Regions from separate parts of the Mus musculus genome. Here all the other regions are linked to region 3. The links are chromatin contacts, called in public ChIA-PET, Hi-C and HiChIP or PLAC-seq maps. All regions are on one chromosome and are shown on one strand. The core of a region is the stretch at or near the end of the contact, and the rest is flanking DNA. Distances in the headings are between cores, read along the strand shown. Region 1 holds the start of Slc29a3 (solute carrier family 29 (nucleoside transporters), member 3). Region 2 overlaps Cdh23 (cadherin 23 (otocadherin)). Region 3 overlaps Cdh23 (cadherin 23 (otocadherin)). Region 4 holds the start of Cdh23 (cadherin 23 (otocadherin)).

Region 1 (2,700 bases), core at 23-2,522, 190 kb after region 3:
CTCCCCCAACCCCCAGGGATAATCTGGGAATGTGACTCCATCTGCTGGTTCCAAGTCCCCATAGCCCTCCCTCTTGAAGGCTTCCTGCAGCAAGAAGCTATGAGCAGAGACAAACAAGGGGAATGCCCCTCATCAGCACTGCTGGATAAACAGATCCCTGACTATTGCAGCGGAGCCCTGGCTCAGGCAGGCCAGAGGTTCTACAGTGTCCTAGCAAGCTGAGCAGACCCCTCTACAGCCTTAATTCACACAAAGACCAAAGAGGACCATGCAAGGACCTAGACAGGGCCATCCATGCAAACGTGCTTTAAATTATTGTTTGTTTTTTAAATATAAACAGAATCTAGAGAAATGTTTCAGCAGTGAAGAGCGCTTGCTGTTCTTTCAAATGACCCGTGTTCAGTTCCCAGCACCCTAGTCAAGTAGCTCAGCTACTTTTAACTCCTGTTCCAGGGAATTCTATGCCCTCCTGTAGCTTTTGTGGGCACCTGAAAGAACTGCACATACCCACACAAAGGCACACATATGTACACGTATTTTCTTTTTTAGTGTGAAAGATAATCATGAAGCATCAGAGAACTGGCAAGGACCTGTTCCATTTCCAGAAGTTCAGGCTAGGAGGGTGGGCGCACGGCTCAGCGGCTCAGTGTGGGTCACCCAGACCCACACAGGTCTGAAGTCCCTTCTCAGCTACTGTGTCTATTCATCAAGGACTACTCAGCCTTGACCAAGCATCTGAAGTTGCCAGGGATCTTCTCTAACCAGGTCACGGGCGGTGCAGTGGACTGAGCAACGCCTTATTACTCTTTATAAAAGGTAGCTGTGGCTTTGGATGAATAGAGAAAGACAAAGAAAGGAGAGGAGGCGGAGAACCTCCCGGGGCCAAGCTGTCCCTGCCTCTGACTGGGGTCCTGGGGTAAGGACCAGTCAGAGCTGGAAAGGGTAGGAGTCTGGGGACTGAGAACATGTCTGGCCAGCCCGTGTGCCACGATGGCTCCTGTGGACACAGGCTGGGGTCCAAGAGCGAGCCTGGCAGTAGGCTAAGACAAGTCCTCGCTGCAGAGGCAGCTGTGGCATCCGATCCGGACCCGCAAAGCCTTCTGGATCTTTCGGGCCGACCTGTCCCCACACGCGGGACCAGAGAAGAGTGTGGAGGAGAGGCCAGGCTCAGCCTCGGGAAGGGAAGACCCAGCCAAGCATGGGGGCCGCTGCACCCGCACTTACTGTCGCTGCCGCTGCTACCTCCACCAGGTCCAAGGCGCTGGGCCACTGTGACCAGAGCTCAGCCAGGCCGGGCTCCGCCCTTGTCCTCCCAGCCCCGCCCTCCTTTTCTCAGCTCACCACGCCCCGTTCAGCGCTTCCGGGTTTGCCGACTCCTCCCTCTGGCCCCGCCCCCACGCGCGCCTCTTCCTGGCCTACGGCAGTAACTGCAGGCGTCCAATTGCAAAGTGAAAAAAGTGTGGCTTTGGAACAGGTCCTGCCTGACTCCCTATTGGTATCCACCGCCTCATTCCCTAGGGTGCCCCACAGCCCCCTGCTCCCCCTCAATACTTCCAGAGCAGGATGTACCAGCAAGATGAACTTGGCCTCCCAGCCTAGGTGGAGAGCCGCAGAGAGAGCTTGAAGCTATTTGGTGGCAGTGAGCGAGGCCAGAGTGAGCAGATTTGTGTTGGAGGGGCAATCCAGATGCCACATCTGCAGAAGAGAAACTTTTGGGAGACTCTGAGATCAAAGTTCAGGAGAGAGCTGAAGATGGCTCCTGTACAGCTCCGAGTGCAGAGTGGGGGTTACGGAACCGATGTGCTTTGTTTTTGTTTTCTTTTTGAGAGAGAGAGAGAAAAGTGGGGAACCTAAGGAAACACCCAAGAGTGGCAGAAGTTTGGGCTTCCTTTCTACCCAATCCCTTACCACTGGGGGGTGACTTCCTCCGCTGCCCTGCAGGGGACGTGTAGGTGTCACCTACCACCCGCACTTGGGAGGCTCTGGGGTTTAGGCTCACCTTAGCTACATAGTGGTCAGCCCAGGTTACTTGAGACCCTGGCGGCGTTAGGGTTGGAGTATACATGCCTGCGCTGTCCTTACAGATCACCTGAGGAGAGGAGGTAAGGACAGGAGGGGAAAAGAAAGAGGCAGAGTAGGAGTTGGCTGATGTCCTGCGCTAGACCAGAGAAAACGTGGGCACAAGCAAGGCTGGTGTGGGCCAGTCCCAGAGACCAGCTGGGGACTTACTGATGCCAAAGCTTAGTAGGCTTCTTTTCATAAGTGTGAAGGGGGAAAAAATAGAATTTTCTCTACCCATCATGGTTCCTAGTTGGCAAAGGATCCCTAATATCAAACACAGAAGAAAAACAACAGGCTTTTAATAATGTGTAACACAGACACACACACACTTGCCCACTCACACACATACACATGCACACTTTTAGACACACTCACATATATGTATACATGCACCCATGCACACATGTACATATGCACACACATCAGACATGCATACCCACATACACACGTGGGTGAGGCTCAGAGAAATGAGTAAATCTCAAAACATGGCCTAAATACCAGCCTCAACTGCAAGGGGAACACGTGAGGTCTGGAATTCGGCTCTGTGGGAGAGCAGAAGCTAGCATGCTCCAAGCCGTGGGCACACTCCCTACAGGGCACAGAGGAGGCAAAGGTTACCTCAGGATCAGAAAAAGCACA
Region 2 (2,700 bases), core at 36-2,535, 200 kb before region 3:
AGGGAGGGTGGCGAGAGGATGATGGGGATGATGAGGGGAACACGCTCCCTTCCTGTCCTTGTCATCCACCACTACCACTATTCAGTGTGGAGCAGTGGCAAAGGTGACCGACCTCCACAATGTCCTAGTGATGCTGGACCATTTCTAAGTGTGAAAGAGATGCTATTAAAAACAGTATGTGGCAATGGCTGCCAACAGCTGAGTGGACTGGAGGCACTGGCTTTAAGGCCCTGGAGGTGCAGGGCCCGGTATGGGGATAGGGATGGGAGTTTCAGTGAGGGCCTAGGGATCACTCCGCTTCTGACCACTCTTCTTCTGAGCCTCACCTCAGGGTGACCTTCAGGCACACAGAAGAGCTTGCCCCTGGTCCGATACTACTCTTGGCTCTCATCTCCAGGGTTTGGCATGACCTGGGCACACAGGGGGAGTCTTCAGAAAGGATTTTAAAGCATGAAAAGAAAGGGTAGTTCTTGTGAGGTAGGGATGGGCAGCTGATGTTTGAGAGTGAGGAGGGATACGGCTGGGCAGATCACTCTCCAGTCTCTAGAGGGAAAGTAGCTCTAAGTCTGGGAGAGCAGCAGCCCAGTGGTACCATATGTCTTCTTGCAGCTTCCACTGGCTGGGCTGAACTGGGCATGGGTAGGAAAGCTCCTGTTCTGGGCCTGCAGCCAGGGAGAACCCCATTCATTCCCTGAGGACAGATGGGTGGGGAGAGAAGAGAGAGTTTCAGGCCGGGAAGCAGCAATAAGCTATCTGCTGGGGACCCAGACAAGTTGTCTGATGAGGTCCAAGATGTGGGATGCCAGTTATACCTGGGGCTTGGGGATCCTTAGAGGCTTTGTATCATCATCATAGGAGTGTCGGGGTGGCCAGGGCATCAAAGCCATGACCCCTGTTTTATCCTCAGGGTCCACTCTTCTGCACCATCCATTGCTCTAGATCTATGCAGTTACTATAGACAGAATGTGTTGTTCTGTTTGGCTTTGGGGATAATGGCCTGGCGAACTGCCAGCTGTTCAGTGGCAGGGCTGTGAGGCCAGTCAAAGACTAGAACCCACAGACCAGCTGAACGATGAGTATAGCCTGTCCCCTGGGGGAGCCTGACCTGTCTCCAGCCCTAAGCTTCAGACCTCACCACTCAGATGACTTCTAAGAATTTGCCTGTGGGGACCCCTGCATGGCTGCAGCTCCGTGGAAAGGAGAGGAGGCCCCCAGCAGAAGAACCACTCGCTTCCTGCCCAGCTTCCTCCTGTAGGGCTCTAAGTCTCTTCTTCTTGGGACCCTGCAAGCAAAGGCATGTCAGCTTGGTGGTTTCCTGTTTTGGGTGAAGTTTTGTGTGGTCCGGGTTCTGTCTACATCCATGAACTTGGGTGCTACCACCTTGCTGCTGCTGTAGAGACAGCTGCAGGATCTTAGGGTGGAAAATGGAGGTGCCCTGAGGTGCTAGCCCTTGGGGCAAAAGATGGGGTGGCAATGAGACACAGTGGGGAACTGAGTTCCCCAAGAGGAGGGAGGAGCCCTGTAGCCTCAAGGGCCATATTGGGTTCCTGGTACCAGCAAAAGCCTAGAGAGCGAAGTCTGTATTTTGAGGAGGTAATTGATCCTTACGGAATCCATCAGAAATTTGGAGCGGGTGCTTTATCTATCTCTGGAGGGTCTCTACCTATCTCCGATGAAGCTCTCCCTGGGCCTGGGATGGGAGAAACCAGGAGGAAAGGTGTCTGATAAAGCAGGGGCTTCTTGACAAGCCAAAGGGCCACTGGTAGCTGTTGTGGACCGAGCTGACCCTGCTGAAGTATTGTAGTGTGCCTTGGACCAACTTCTCAAAAGAGCAACCCCGGGGCTACCCTACTTCTGCCAGGAAGAGGCGGAGAAGGGGCTGAGAGGCCTGGAAGGGGCTAGCTCCTTCTTTGAGAACTGCTCCCCGGAGGACTTGGAGGAGGCGGCTAGGCTACGGGCTGCTGAGGGCCCTTTGTCTTTCCTAACCTGGGCACTGTTAGGATGCTCCCTCCTGGAAAAGGCTTTCCTGGGTGTGAGCTAGAGCAGTGTCCATGCCAGCGCTGAACCTGCCATGGTGGGAGCTGAACTAAAAATTTCTCAGGGAACTAAAATAGGCAAAAGAGGAACTGGGGGAGGAGGGTGCCAGGCAGGATGGGGGGAAGGGAGGGCAGTGCAAAAGTCTCTTGAAACACAGACAGCCCAGCTGAGTGCCAGTCCCAGATCACAGAGAATACGGCTCATCTGGCTCATGTTCTGCATGCTTGCTGCTTTACCCTGGCACTTTCCTTCTCCACCATGAGTGCGAGTCCTGGGAGTCCTGGGAGGGTGAGGATTAATGCCAGCCTGGGGAGCAGATAGCTGACAGAGTCCTTGGGTAACTGGCTTGAACCAGGACCTCAGGATTCCACTCTGGGGATCTAGCTTTGTCTGGGCCAGTGAAGATCTCTATAATGGCATTATTGCCAGGGGATAAACATTTCACTGGGTTCTGATCTGTTGGGTGTGGCTTCCTGGAAAATATGGTGAGAGGAATTCTGCTAAGGATACAGTTGATAAGAAAGTTCTGAGATTGATTAGTAATGCCTGCCTTGGACTCAGGAAGGGAAGTGGCAGTATGAATGCCATGTCTTAATCATTTTGGTTAAAATATGCTTCCCAAAAGATTTCCACGTGTGTTCTTGTTTATTTGACATCTGTCTC
Region 3 (2,700 bases), core at 163-2,662:
GAGTATCAAGTACAAAAAAACATCCTTAGGATCCTCTACAGATCAAATCAGGGGCCAGGGAGAGATGGCTCAGCAGGTAAAAGTCCTCGATGCGCAAGCCTCATGACCTAGGACCTGTGCTGGAGAGAGAGAACAGACTCCTGCAAGTCATTATCTGATTTCCACACTGTGGTATGCACATGGCTGTGTGTTTAACTCACTCTCACATTCACTCAAACACACAGACTGGCAGGCAGGCAGACAGACAGACTGGATAGATAAAAATCAAAGTATTAGGGGGTGAACAATCTATGGTTGAGGCTGGACTTGGCCCACACAGCCTGTGTTTGTGCACGTCACCAACGTTTCCACGCGTGTGTTGGGGGGGGAGGGAATCTGGAGATAGTATTTCATAGCTCATGGAAATTGCATAAGATCCGAGCTCAGCATCTGTGGCCTAGCCATGCTCATGCATCTTTCAGGTGTGCCCAATCCTGTGATGCTGACATCTGTCATCTCTGAACATTTCCAAAGTTCATGTTCCAGACCCATGCAGTCTAATCACCATAAATAGATAGATAGATAGATAGATAGATAGATAGATAAAAATTATCATCATGTTTTAGTAAGCTTTACAGTTAAACATTTGTGTCACATTTATTGTCATCCTTGGTCACATGGCCTGTATCCAGTGTGTGTGTCCCAGGCTGGACTTACCTGTATATATACCATCTATAATTGCTTTTGTGTGGCCAGGAAGCTTAATGGTTGCAACAGAGACCCTAGGAGAATTCTAACTACTTACTAGGCGGTGCTTTGTAGAAGGTGTCCACTAGCCCGTAAGCTGGGTCCAGGTTCCAAGCCCCAACAGGGAGCACAATGAAAAAGAACAGCTGTGGGATGACTTTCTTTACATGCGAATGCGAGACGCAGGAAAAGATGCAGGGTTCCACCTACATGCCCACAGGGGTGCCTCAATATCTGTAGTGAACAGACTTCCCTTTCAACATCTCCCCACTGTGTCCAGCTTCAGAGCTGGGGTGGGGGTGGGGGTCTAAGCTTGCCTTGCCAGAGTCTCTGCTCCTACAGGTCCACGGGGCTCCCTGCCCAGCTGGCTGGGGCTTGAGCGAGCATGTTGTCGATAAGCGGGTGTCTGCGTGGCTGGAGGAGAGGAATCAGAGCGGGTAATTGCCGCGTGAAGATGACAGCGCAGCGATTTATCCACCCCAAACCAGGCTCCCGCATACCAAGAGGCAACCTGCAGCTGAGAATCGATACCGCCCCAGAGGAGGGATTATTAGGGACAGAAGGGGGCTGGAAGGATCCATATGAACCTGATGGCTGTCTATTTCGAAAGAGGCTACAAGCTGCATGAGAAGCATGCGCTCTCGGGAGTGTTTGCTCTGCCAGGGAAAGCCAGGCTGGCGGAAGCTGTGGGGCCCTCTCTAAAACCCACTTCCTGAAACCCAAGGACTGGAGAGGTAACGAAGGTCTCAAGAGTCAGGCTAAGGGACAGAAACGGCAATGGGAACCCAGGAGGGAGTCGTCTTTCTAAGGCCCGACATAGAACCTTGTTGGAGTCCCAGCTCCATCTCAGTTCTCTGTAGGATGGGAAGTTACCGAGCATTGTGAGGCCACTAGCCCGGGGGGATGCTGGGAATTCCCAGGTTAGGGCCACAGCCAGCAGTGGCTGGAGAAGGGAATGGGGATTTTCAATTCTGAAAGTCTTCCCTGTCTCATTTGGGACTTTCTCTCTTGTCATTTTCCAAAGCAGTTTGGGAAAGGTTGAAATGGGGAGACCACTGCCCCAGTATCTTCTGGGGAGATGAGTATACAACTTCTTGGGATAGTGGGGGCCAGATAGGCTCATCCACAAGAGTCTATGTGTAGTCATATGTGGGGGATCCCAGCTGCCATCACTCTCCAAGGACCATGGATGCTGGGATGGAGTGCACACTCTGTGACTAAAATCTAGAAAGCACAGACACATTTTGTGCCACAAAATGAAGAAAAGAGCTGCCATCTGCTCTCCTCTGACTTGGTGGGTTCTCCCAGTGCAGCCCCAGGAGCCCAGAGGCCTAGAAAAATATGCACTCTGGTCTTTGAGAGAGCCCCAGGCCTTGCACTTTACCCTAACAACTGGAGGCATCTCTCTACGACTTGACTCTGAGGTTGTGAGAGCTCCCCAGTGCTCAGTGAGTGGCCAGTCCCAGGCTACCCTCTCAAGACTCCCAGGTTCCCAGAAAAAAAAGAGGCCCATGGTTTCAACTAGGATCCTGGCAGAAAAAGTGTTAAGAAGCCATGGATGCTTGCTCTTCTGCTAGGTGCATCCCACCCTCCGGGAGTAGAGAAGGAAGGAAAAGGTGAGCAGAGATGGAGAAGGAGAAAAGGCTGGAGGAAAAGAGACAAAGAAGAGGGGTCAGAGAACAGGGTAAATGGAAGAAGAGGAGGAAGAGAGGTCACATGGAGAGAGGAGGGGGGAGGAGGAGGAGGAGGAGGAGAGGCAGGGGGAGGGATGAAGGCGGAGGGCCTGGGAACTTGAACTCAGGCTTGGAGTGTGTCTATCAGTTGCCACAAGGGCAGGGAAGTGGGTGCTGAGCCACAGAGCATGGCTTGCTTGGCTTGGAAGTGACACCCTGGTTTTTAGGAGGGTTGCTTCCTTGCTTGGAGAGACCTGGGTTCCAAGTTGCCGGTAGGCTGGGCTCGAAAGTAAGCCAGTTT
Region 4 (2,700 bases), core at 107-2,606, 130 kb after region 3:
TCTAGTAGAGGACAGCTAGGATAAAACATCGATCTGCCAGGTCCCATATGGCTTTCCTGGTCTCAGGTATGGAGCTGGCCAAAGAATGAACAACAGGTCAGGGAGAAGGCAGAGCCCATGGGGACTGAGGGACACTGGGCAAGGCCTGCTCTTGTAGGCTCAGAGTCTCCCGCTAACTACACACAGAAACCAATTGCCCTTTATAAAAGAAGAGCGGGCTGAGTATAGTAGCACACACCTGTAATCCCAGCTATTTAAGAAGCTGAGGCAGGAGGATCACGATCCAAAAGTTAGCTTGGGCTGCCAATGAGTTCAAGGCTAGCCTTGATAATTTATCAAGATGTCGTCTCAAAGTAAAATTTAAAAGAGCTGATAAAGATAAAGAAAGATAAATCTTTATCATTGAGCATGGAAAGGTCTGGGTTTGAACCCCCAGTGCAGCAAACACAAAACACAAAAACACAAACAAAAACAGAAACAAAAAAGTACACCCTGGAGCAGACATCTGGGCCTCCTCTGGGCCATACTGCATCACACCACCTGAGAGAAGAGCCACTTCCATTTTAGCCAGGTTGTAAAGAACAGGAAGCGTGCTACGGAGCTCTAGATGTGGCTCAGAGAACAGAATTCAGTCTGACTCTGCCACAATCTGTCTGAAGGACCCTAAGCAGGTCACACACTCACCCAAGCCTCCTCATCATCAAGAATCATGGAGTGGAAGGTTGGGGGGGGCGGTGTCTTTCCTGCTTAGGGAGGTCTCAAATCATCTCATACTCTCAGAATCTTCTCAAAGAAGTTTAAGAGGGTTGCATCAACAAGCTCACTCAAGCTCTCCACAGCTCTATGATGCTGTGGCTTATAGTACTGTCCCCATTTCGCTGATGAGATCATTGAGGCCCAGTGGCTATTAACTGGACTGTAGGTAAGATAAATGAAGTGGAGGCTTCTGTAGCCCCAGATGTTAGCTTTTTACTCCCATGGGGGTCCAGTGGTCACGGGACAGCTCCCAAGGATAAAGACCTAGGGTGTCTTCATTTTGGAGCCATAAACCTATAGACACACAGAAGCAAGCGAGGGATGGCGGAGGTCGAGGGAAGGCATTCACAGGCTCCCAGCTGGTTTACTTAGAATGTTGGGTGCACACACCTCTTCTGTCCCCCACTTACCTGGCCACAGCTGCTCCGGCATGTCTCCCAACCAGCCCCCAGGAGGCTAAGCACCACGGGCAGGTGCATCTCAGGCACTATGGGGCATGAGGAAATGTACTACAGGTACTGGGAAGTGGTTGGTAGGAGTCTGAGGCTAGGTAGTGAGGCTCATAGTCATCCCTCACCAACTCTCCTCTGTGAGCCAGTGTGAGGTCCATGAGGATGAGCAGGAGAGGCTGGGCGTGATGGATGAGTGAGGACACATGGACCACCATTATGAGGAAACATAGACAGGAAGAGCCAGCATCCAGGCAGACATGCCATAAGAGCCCGCCACTGTCCATGGGGATCGTCCTGACCACTCCTGGCTGGAGGTACCTGCCTTGGACAAGGACATCCCATCAAACTCTCCTAATGTTCTAGAAATAAAACACCCGCACTCTGCAGGCGAGGAAAGGGCTGCGGACCAAGAGCCTGGGGCTACAGGCTTGTAATCTCAGCCACTCAAGAGTCTGGGGCAAGAAGACCATCAAGTAACCCCAGGCACCTTAGCAAGTCTCACCTCAAAACAACAAAAAGGGTCGAGGTTGCAGCTTGCTGTTAGGCTCTGGGCTCAATCCCCAACTCTGGGGGGAAAAAAAAAACTTAATTGTATAAGCTGGCCATGGCCAAGGACCAACCAAGAAGTAACATGTGATCCCAAATCACCCTAAGGAATCTCCCCAGATCCCGCCAGCCCTTTTTCTGACAAAGCCAAGTAGCTTTGGAAGAAAGCGGGGAAGCTGCTGTCCAGAGGCATCCGGGAAACTTAGAAGATACTGCCACCTGATGAGGGTTACCCAGGGCACAAAGGCTCCCAGTCCCCAGGGGAGTCCAGATCTGCAGTGCAGAGCACCACCTAGAGGCGGATCTCAGCACAGCACCCCCCTCCAGGCTGGGTGGAGAGCGGGCAAGAACCCCACAGAAATGTGGACCAAAACCACACCCTGCTGGTGTCCCCAGTGCCACCTGTCCCTCACTCTCTTCCCAAACCACCAGGTTGCCTGATTCCAGACTCACTGGGCCTGTGTCCCTAGCCCTGTCTCTAAATATGAACTGAAAATCACCTAAGGCTTAGGAACTGAGGTGGCTCAGCTGTGTGACGCTGGGCAAGTTGCTGCCTTTATCTGAGCCTCAACTCCTCCTCTGGTTATACTGGGTAGAAGAGAGGACAGATAAGTCTGGCTTTAAACTGAAACCATAACAATTAAGGTTAATTAACCTCTGTGTGCCTCGGTTGCTCATCTGGAAAATGGGTTGATGACCCAGTTATTTACTCTCTTCCATCAACCAAAGAAGAGCTTGGCTCCTGGGAGTGCCCTGTGAATGTTCCAGATAATCCCTACAGCCCATACTCTGGCTGTGGACTCCGTACCAGCCAAGAGCCCTGGTGGGTAGGACAGTACTCTCACTGAGGCCCACGAAGTGTCTAGGGGAGGGCTCCTACCCCTCCTACCCTCTCCTCTCACCTCATACTGATGCCTTGTGGACACAGTAAGCGCAGATCTCCTCA

The links. Hi-C and Micro-C count contacts between places; a contact is called where the count stands out from the background. ChIA-PET counts read pairs in DNA pulled down with a chosen protein or histone mark. HiChIP or PLAC-seq counts read pairs in DNA pulled down with a chosen protein or histone mark.
Region 1: a Hi-C map of the HPC-7 cell line shows a contact between it and region 3, with 4 times the contacts expected there. The contact joins the promoter of Slc29a3 here to the enhancer-like site in region 3. A contact is called at or near these places in 2 of 39 promoter capture datasets (HPC-7-derived erythroid cells and cranial neural crest), 2 of 15 datasets of contacts at CTCF or cohesin (the NIH/3T3 cell line and large pre-B cells), 4 of 484 Hi-C or Micro-C datasets (the HPC-7 cell line, bone marrow-derived macrophages, nephron progenitors and 1 more) and 12 of 115 datasets of contacts at active chromatin or transcription factors (the HPC-7 cell line, astrocytes, bone marrow-derived macrophages and 8 more).
Region 2: a contact with region 3 is called in an RNA polymerase II ChIA-PET map of effector CD8 T cells, with 20 read pairs. The contact joins two enhancer-like sites. A contact is called at or near these places in 3 of 115 datasets of contacts at active chromatin or transcription factors (effector CD8 T cells, embryonic stem cells and memory CD8 T cells) and 1 of 9 other capture datasets (adipose tissue).
Region 4: an H3K4me3 HiChIP or PLAC-seq map of bone marrow-derived macrophages shows a contact between it and region 3, with 3 times the contacts expected there. The contact joins the promoter of Cdh23 here to the enhancer-like site in region 3. A contact is called at or near these places in 2 of 39 promoter capture datasets (cranial neural crest and trophoblast stem cells), 1 of 15 datasets of contacts at CTCF or cohesin (embryonic stem cells), 1 of 484 Hi-C or Micro-C datasets (brown adipocytes), 6 of 115 datasets of contacts at active chromatin or transcription factors (bone marrow-derived macrophages, embryonic hindbrain, embryonic midbrain and 3 more) and 5 of 9 other capture datasets (adipose tissue, embryonic stem cells, liver and 2 more).

What each region holds. Positions count from the first base shown.
Region 1 is chr10:60,751,510-60,754,209 of GRCm38.p6, forward strand. Slc29a3 (solute carrier family 29 (nucleoside transporters), member 3) reads right to left here and starts at 1,273. Exons shown (of 6, transcript NM_023596.3): 1 at 1,225-1,273. The coding sequence starts at 1,225.
Region 2 is chr10:60,369,651-60,372,350 of GRCm38.p6, forward strand. The region is part of intron 39 of Cdh23 (cadherin 23 (otocadherin)); the gene reads right to left. Vsir (V-set immunoregulatory receptor) reads left to right here. Exons shown (of 7, transcript NM_028732.4): 7 at 1-2,700. Among named protein-coding and RNA genes, the nearest start is that of Vsir, 24 kb to the left of the region's middle. Within about 2 kb of position 1,286, at least 112 of the 459 cell types and tissues checked have an H3K27ac peak or open chromatin away from gene starts, as enhancers often do. A contact at or near this core is called in effector CD8 T cells and memory CD8 T cells, where this site is marked.
Region 3 is chr10:60,565,474-60,568,173 of GRCm38.p6, forward strand. The region is part of intron 7 of Cdh23 (cadherin 23 (otocadherin)); the gene reads right to left. Among named protein-coding and RNA genes, the nearest start is that of Gm51803, 120 kb to the right of the region's middle. Within about 2 kb of position 1,413, at least 68 of the 459 cell types and tissues checked have an H3K27ac peak or open chromatin away from gene starts, as enhancers often do. A contact at or near this core is called in the HPC-7 cell line, bone marrow-derived macrophages, effector CD8 T cells and 4 more, where this site is marked.
Region 4 is chr10:60,695,134-60,697,833 of GRCm38.p6, forward strand. It overlaps Cdh23 (cadherin 23 (otocadherin)), which reads right to left and starts at 1,357. Exons shown (of 71, transcript NM_023370.3): 1 at 1,167-1,357.